2 separate regions of the Ovis aries genome follow, and region 2 is linked to region 1. The links are chromatin contacts, called in public Hi-C maps. All regions are on one chromosome and are shown on one strand. The core of a region is the stretch at or near the end of the contact, and the rest is flanking DNA. Distances in the headings are between cores, read along the strand shown. Region 1 holds the start of MFRP (membrane frizzled-related protein). Region 2 has its middle 49 kb from the start of THY1.

Region 1 (3,701 bases), core at 839-3,338:
CTGCCATCAGCACAGTTGGCAAAACCGTCACACACTGAGTCACGCAGCAAGCAGACGAACTGGTCACAGGGGAACTCCTCGTGGGCACAGCTCCCTGGGGGTAGGCATCTGGATTCAGAACCCTCTAGAATCTCTGCCGCTTTTTTAGGGCTGGGAGCAGCTGGAGTTGGCCAGTTGATGGGTAGCTGGGCATTTGGTGGGAGAACACTCACCGTGTCCAGGGGCCACAGCCTGGTACCAGGCATGGAAGCCAGATCCTTCCACACTGCTGTCAGAGACGAAGGCCAGCCGGAGGCGGCTGGCGTTGGTATTGAATGTGGGGGGAGGCACCCTCCCACATACTCTGCGAGAAGCCAGATTGGGGGTGATGGCAGCTCAGAGCTCAGGGCAAGCGGCAGTGGAGCCTGCCTGGGCTCTGTGGTCCTCTTTCCTGAAGCCCCATCCTGGGGACGATGTGTCAAAAAAGGTTCTGTTCCTTTCCAGCAGAGCCGTGACCTCCCTGGCACCTGCTTGTCCATCCTTGAACCATTGATTAATGGGAAAGACATGTGGGAGCTCCAGCTTCCTGATTTGGAAGCCAAGGTCAGAGAGGGGAAGTGACCTTCCCAAGGTCATGTAGTAAGATGGTGGCAGAGCTGGGCGCAGAGGCCAAGTCTCTCCATTTCTTCCTCCCAGTCAAGAGTTTCCCTCTGCACCTTCCTGGTTCTGCCCTCCGGACAGTTGTTCAGGACAGGGATGAGAGAGTAGGGGTTGGGATCTCCGGGGACAGAGGAACCTACCTGAGGAGGGGGCCTTCAGGCTCGGGAGAGATTTCCAAGCGATCGAAAAGACAAGAGGCCACGCTCTCCATGCTGAGAGTTTCGATCTTGAGCTGTATTGCGTGGTCTGTGTCCACCTGGATATGCCACACGCAGTGGGCGTTGGGTGGGTAAGGGTCTGGGTAGTTGGGGCTGCTGAAAAAGCCCCTTGGGCCGGGAAGGAGGCCCCCACAGGCTGCAGAGATTGAGGTGAGCAATCAGAGGTCAAAAGAAGAGAGAGTTTTGTTTTTTTTTTTTTCCTCTCAAGGTGTCTTTTCCTGCATGTCCCCCTCCTGCCATCCTGGGCCCTTCTCCAGGAAGATCAGCCCTGAGTACTCACCGGACTGAGGTGCGAGGCTCACTCCTGCCTCCGGTTGCCTTTTAGGGGTTCCAGTTGCCTGGGAGGTGGTGGTGGAGGTGGCAGGGGTAGTGCCAGTGGTGGCGAGGCCTCGGGAAGGCAGTGGACGGTAGGTGGCCCCCGGTGGGGCTGTAGCCTGCAATTCTGGAGGTGACAAGATGGGGGAGGGGCCTCAGAGGCTCTGGATCCCTCGGGGGCATGGGCAGAAGAGCTCTGGGGTCTCATCCTAAAGCCCTTTTTCCAGCAGGCCCTGGGGACTTACGGGCCAGGATGATGGCCACCAGCAGCCCGAGCAGCAGGAGCAGCAGGCCGGCCAGCAGGAGGACACACAGCCAGGAGAAGTGGCAGTCTGGCTGCAGCCATCGGGGATGCCGACCTGCGGACAGGCAGGGCGGGGTTTTGAGAGCCCTCTCCCTAGGGCATCCCTCACCTACCACCCTGAGCTGCCAGGCCTTTATTGTCCTACCCCCGGGTCACCCCCTGAGATGGTTACCTTGCCAGGGAGCTCGGGCGCTGCAGTTGGCGTCCTCCCGGAGGGCGGGGAGGGGGCAAGATGGCCCTGATTCAGGCTCGAAAGCAGGATTGCAGAACTCAGTCTGAAGGGAGAGATCTGAGGGCTGAGGGCTGGTGGCCGTGCTGCCTGGCAGGTGTGCTCACGGGGCACAGCAGCCCTAGGCAGGCGTCTGGGGCTTGTGGGAGCTGCCCTGGTGGCCCTTACCTTGCTCAGCTCTGTCGTTTCCACACAGACGACGATATCTGAGCAGTCCTTCATGGCTCTAGGCTCTGCATGGCTTTCTGGTGTCCCTGTGACAGCAGCGCAAGGCCCCAAAGAGCCCACTTCCTGCCCCAGTCCCCCTCTCGAGGGGCAGCCTCTGCTCCCTGAGGCCGGGGGGCAGTCGGGCTAGACCAGCTCTCCTGCTGCCCTAGGCAGACTGGCTCAGGTCGCTGGCTATTCAGTCTCCGTGTGGGGGAAGGGACAACAGCCAGAAGGAATTCGCAAAGGCATGGAATGGTCGCTTAATCCAACTCAGCTGAGGATGCTGAAGTTGAGGCCCTGCCACACAGCAGTGGTCCTTAAAGGCACAGGCCATGGCTGAGGACACCCTGCACAGGAAGCTGGGTGCTCTGTGTGGGCTGTGGCGGGGAGCTGGTCACCCCCTTTCTTAATCTCACTGAGGTGTTGAGTGAGTGCTGGGAGGGAAGGGGGGCAGTGGGGCAGTCTTGCAAGCATGAAGGAGCCTTCAAAGCCAGGTGTGAGGACTTGGCAGCTTCAGAGCCCGAGTCCTGAGGGCCCTGGACAAAAACAGCGGCCTTCTGCTCCTTCCAGGCTTCCCAGGTGGCTCAGGGGTAAAGAATCTGCCTGCCAATGCAGGAGACAGGGGTTCAATCCCTGGGTGGGGAAGATACCCTGGTGAAGGAAATGGTAATCCACTCCAGTATTCTTGCCTGGGAAATACCATGGACAGAGGAGCCTGGTGGGCTACAGTCCATGGGGTCGCAAAGAGTCAGACAACCGTTTAGCGGCTAAACAACAACTGCTCCTTGGCATCTGGGTGACTGAGGCATTACCCAAGCTGGGTCTTTGAAAGTCCCCCTAAAGCACCCGGGTGCTCAGGGACAAGAACAGTGTGGGTGGGACATGGTGTGTAGGGGCTGCTTGTGAACTCGAGGGGTTGGCTGCTGCTTCCTGGGTTGCTTCAGGCTGCAGGAGAAAGGACAGAGGAGGAGAAGGTGCCTGAGGCCTTGGGCAGGGTCAGGGCAGGCCCTTCAGATGGGCTGTGAATTCTGGTGGGTGGTGCCATCTGCTGTTGCAGGATAGAAAATCTGCCCTCTGCAAACTACATCACTCTGTGCCTCTCTCTCCAGGAGCGAAGTTCTCCTGGAAAATCCCCGCCTGGCTCAGCTGTCCGCAGGGAGACTGGAAAGGGATTGTCATCTGTTTTGACTAGGCCATGCTCGGGCTGAGTTGGGCAGGGCAGGAGGTGGGGAAGCGGCGTATTTTTTTTCTATGGTTTGTAGAATGTCTGTTCCATACTAGCCCTGGGTGAAAGGTCCTAAGTGCAATTTCTCTCCTTGAATCACTGTGAGGCCGCATAATCCTGTTACAAATGATGGCCTACGGCTCCCCGGGAGGTTCAGTAACTTCCTCAGGGTCACACAGCCGGTGAGATACTGAGACAGGAGTTGAACCCGGGACTGGGAAAATCCAAAATGCACATTTTCTCAGACACACCTCTGCGCCTCTACACTGGCCTGAGGCAGGCTGGTGATGGGGCGGGACTAAGTGAGGAGCCTGGCAGGGAGAGAAGCAGGGAGGCTGAGTCTGTGGCCCTGAGGCAGCTCTCCTCACACACACACATCCAGCCCTTCTCTCTCTCTTTATTTATTTATTTTAATTTTTTTAAACACCAAAAACATTTCTGTATTGGAGTATATAGCCAATTAACAGTGTGATAGTTCCCAGTGAACAGCAAAGGGACTCATACACACATATACATGTATCCACTCTCCTCCCAACCCCTCTCCCATGTAGGCTGGCACTTAAC
Region 2 (3,701 bases), core at 413-2,912, 110 kb after region 1:
GAGCCAAACCCCAGCCCTGGATGGCTGTGGGGCAGAATCGCTCCAACAAAGGGTCCAGTGTTTCCCTGTGCGTGTGTTTCCTTCCCCCTCTCCCGCTTGTGCTCAAAATCCCCTTCTACCCCTCACTCGCAGGGCCGTTTTCCATTTCCCAGAGTTAAAGGGAAGAGAGACCGCAGCGACAGAAGGAGGACCCTGGGGTGGGAGGGGCTGAAGAGGAGGAAAGGGACTGCAGTGCTCACTGGTGCTCAGCAATACTCCAGCGTGAGCCTCCCCCGCCCCCACAAGGCCTTGGCTGACCTGTAGACACCCTCTGCTGGCCCACTGAGGCAGGAAGCTTGGCTGCCCTACAGGGCTGGACTCAGGAGAACAGACCACGAAGATCAGGAGTCAGCGCTGGGCACAAGGAAGGCTAGGTCCCTGAAGACATCCAGGAGGAGATGAGAAGGCCGGTGGATAGACTGATCTGGAATCTGGGAGAATGATCTTGGCAAACGACTTGAGAACAAAGTCTAGGTCATGGGATCAGATGTGACCACTCAGGAAATATGTATGAAGGAGAAGAGAGACCGGAAATGGAGCTTTGAGAAATACCACACCTATAGGATAGGGGTGCTGGTGGTAAAGAATCTGTCTGCTAATGGTGGAGACATAGGAGACGCACGAATTGAGGGTTTGATCCCTGGGTTGGGAAGATCCCCTGGAGGAGGAAATGGCAACCACTCCAGTATTCTTGCCTGGGAAATCCCATGGACAGAGGAGCCTGGCAGGCTACAGTCCGTGGGGTTGCAAAGAGTTACACACGACTGAGCACACTCACATTCACACTCACACACACACACACGATAGTCATTGGAAGAAGAGCTTTCCTGAGTTTTCCTGTCTGTAAAGTGGATATGATGATGCAAGTTGCTGTAAAGATATAATAAACGTAATATGTCACTTAACATATAACACTTAACATATCAAGTGTTTGACATGGTGTTGGTGCTCCCTGATGGACCTTGAATTTGTAGCACGTTTCCACAGTGGTCTTCCTCCTGGGTCACGTTGGTTTACTGACATCCCTTCAAGAGAAGTGACCAGAGGCCTGGACTTCATCGCTGCCGACTGCTGTCCTCCACTGGACAGTATGTTCTATTAATGTGGCCCAAGCTTGCGGTTATGTTTTCAGCACTGCAGTCTGCTGGAAAGTGTTGGCTCAGCCAAGACCTCTGTGCTTTTGTGAGGGATGCTCTGAATCCAAGAGCCTTCAAGGGAAGATGTAAAGGAAGGGACCGGTTCCTGTGGCAGGATCCAAGGCTGGTCCTCAGACATAGCGGCTGTCATATCCTTTACAGAAAGGGCGGAGAAGTTGGCCAGCACCTCCTGGCTCTGCCCTCTGGGCCTGCAAGGCAGGAGACAGGAAAGGTAGAATGAAGCTGGTGATGGGGAATGTGGAGGGAAGAGGCAGGTCTGAGGAGATGCTGGGATGGGCGGGGTCTCCAGGCCAGGGGTGGATGCTCTGGGTTCCCTCATCCGTGTCTCTTACCCCTTCAGTGAGCCTGGGCCCCTGTGTGCTGCTTCTGATGAAAGGAGTTTGCCTTTGTCTTTAGGGAGGCCAGACTCCTGGCGAAAGGGCAGTGGCTGGAGCAATACCGCCCCCTCATGGTCTATTCTGCAACTGCAGTCAGTGGACCCATCCCGGAGTTGGGAGCTGCCTTCCGACACCCCACCCAACCTCTTCTGAGGCCCATAGGCTGCCTCCAGATCAGCTGATCAGCTGACTTTGTGGTCCTTGGCTGTCTTTGGCAGCTTGTCCTGTGTACCTAAGAGTGTCCCTTTGTTTCTGGCTTATGTGAGCCGTCGCTGCCTGCAGTATATCTCTCCTGCTCCCTTGGACTGTCGTCTCTGCGGCTGTGATCAGCACCTCCCGTCTCTCTTCCCACCACTCTCTGTGTCTGTGTTTCTGCATCTTCTCCTGTCTCTGACTTGCTCCCTGCCCCCCTCCACTGCTTGTGTGTCCTGGAGCTGGGGTCACAGCTGCCCTCCCCCCAGAGCCAGATTGATTCTTGAGAAGACTGGGATTTTTAGCTTTTTCCACGATGAGTCAGGAACTCCTGGAGGGATGAGGGCCAAGGCCCCAGCCAGCAGTGGCCTCAGAGAGGATGCCGGAGGTCAGAGGAGTCTTGGGCTGGGCTGAAGACTGTGACAAGAGATTTTCCAAAATATGCTCATGGGGCCAGTGGGAGGCTCTGTGCATTCCTGCGGATGTCTAAGAAGCAGAACAAGCAAGCCGCCGGCTGCCAGTGTGGAGCAAGGCTGCTCTAGCTGCCAGCTGTGTGCAGAGCCCTCCTGCTCTCCTCAGTCCTCACCACACTTTCTGTGGCCTCAGGGCCTTTGCACAAACTCTTTCTCCTTGGAGCAGTCTTTCCCTTGAGGCGTTCAAAAGCACTTCCTTTAGGAAGTCCTGGATTCACAGTGTCTGAGATGAGGCCCTCCTCTGTGCCAAGGTACCATCCTCTACCTGGTTTAATGTAACCTGGATGCAGTTCTGCCTCCCTGACTTGTGTGTCTGTTCTAGGGAGGGGTGGGTATGAGCTTTCATGTGCCTGGGCAGGAAGCAGCAAGTGGCAGAGACAGGGCTGAGGGAAGCAGGCAGGGATGATCCACACGGTACCTCCCTCCTCCCCACAGCCCCTACTTGTTCTGCCTGTTTCTATTCTGACCTTTCTTCCCCCAGGTTTCTCTGTATTTTGGTGCCGGAGGCCACAGAAGTTCCAGGAAAATCTGTCTGGCTTCTGGCCCAGGAGCAGGCTCCAGGCAGGCGGTGGGGAAGGGCTGATCGCCGTCAGGTGTCTGTTGAGTCCCCTGAGTTGGCACTATGGGGATGGGGCCACCTGTGGGCAGCCGAGGACTAGGGTGGATGGGCAGAGGAGGGGGCACCAGGGGCACTTTGTAGACCGAGTGGCCGTGTCTCAGTGTGGTTGTATGGCATGAGCGGGCAGAGGGAGAGCTCACTTGGGGTTCTCACCTGTAGCCTGGAGTTGTCCCTGGGACATAGACCTCCCTGGTACCTTGCGAGAGTGTCTAGGCCCAGCTATTCCCTGGAGAGCTTAAAATTCTGTCCCAGGGAAGGGAAAAGGAAACACTCAGAGATTTACCTTTTGTGTATGGAGGAAGCAGAGCCACCCTCCTTTCCCAGTTTATTACATCGAAAAAAAAAAAAAGACTTATTTATTTTTCGCTGCGCTGGGTCTCCGTTGCTGTGTGGGCTTTCTCTAGTTGTGGAACAGGCTCTGGAGCACAGGCTCAGCAGTTGTGGTGCACAGGCTTAGTCGCTCTGTAGTATGTGGGATCTTCCTGGACCACGGATCAACCTATTTCTCCTGCTTTGGCAGGCAGGTTCTTAACCATTGGACCACCAGGGAAGTCCCATGTTTATTTGTGATGGTCTACCTGGACCTCTTGCGAGGGCTGAGGCCTGCCGTTGTCTGGTTCTGTGACCCTGAGTGATGGGAATGGGAGGTTCTGTTAAGAAGTACGGAGCAGTTACGAATGATGAGGGGCAGTGGGAGTTTTTGGGGGATGTACTGGGTGGGGGCTCAGGTGCTGACAGTGAATCCACTGGTGGAAACTAGCCCAGGACCCATTGGATCACATATCTGAGGCCACTCAGATCCAGGCTGAGGCTGGAAGCCCAGGGTTGGGGTGGACAGGGCCTG

The links. A called contact is a pair of places that touch in the nucleus more often than the background predicts.
Region 2: a contact with region 1 is called in a Hi-C map of hypothalamus, with 4 times the contacts expected there. The contact joins the enhancer-like site here to the promoter of MFRP in region 1. A contact is called at or near these places in 3 of 16 Hi-C or Micro-C datasets (hypothalamus, muscle and tail adipose tissue).

What each region holds. Positions count from the first base shown.
Region 1 is chr15:29,636,702-29,640,402 of ARS-UI_Ramb_v3.0, forward strand. MFRP (membrane frizzled-related protein) reads right to left here and starts at 2,089. Exons shown (of 13, transcript XM_027979003.3): 1 at 1,874-2,089; 2 at 1,649-1,751; 3 at 1,418-1,531; 4 at 1,138-1,299; 5 at 780-993; 6 at 213-343; 7 at 1-94. The coding sequence starts at 1,927.
Region 2 is chr15:29,744,084-29,747,784 of ARS-UI_Ramb_v3.0, forward strand. No RefSeq gene overlaps it. Among named protein-coding and RNA genes, the nearest start is that of THY1, 49 kb to the left of the region's middle. Within about 2 kb of position 1,663, at least 13 of the 54 cell types and tissues checked have an H3K27ac peak or open chromatin away from gene starts, as enhancers often do. A contact at or near this core is called in hypothalamus and tail adipose tissue, where this site is marked.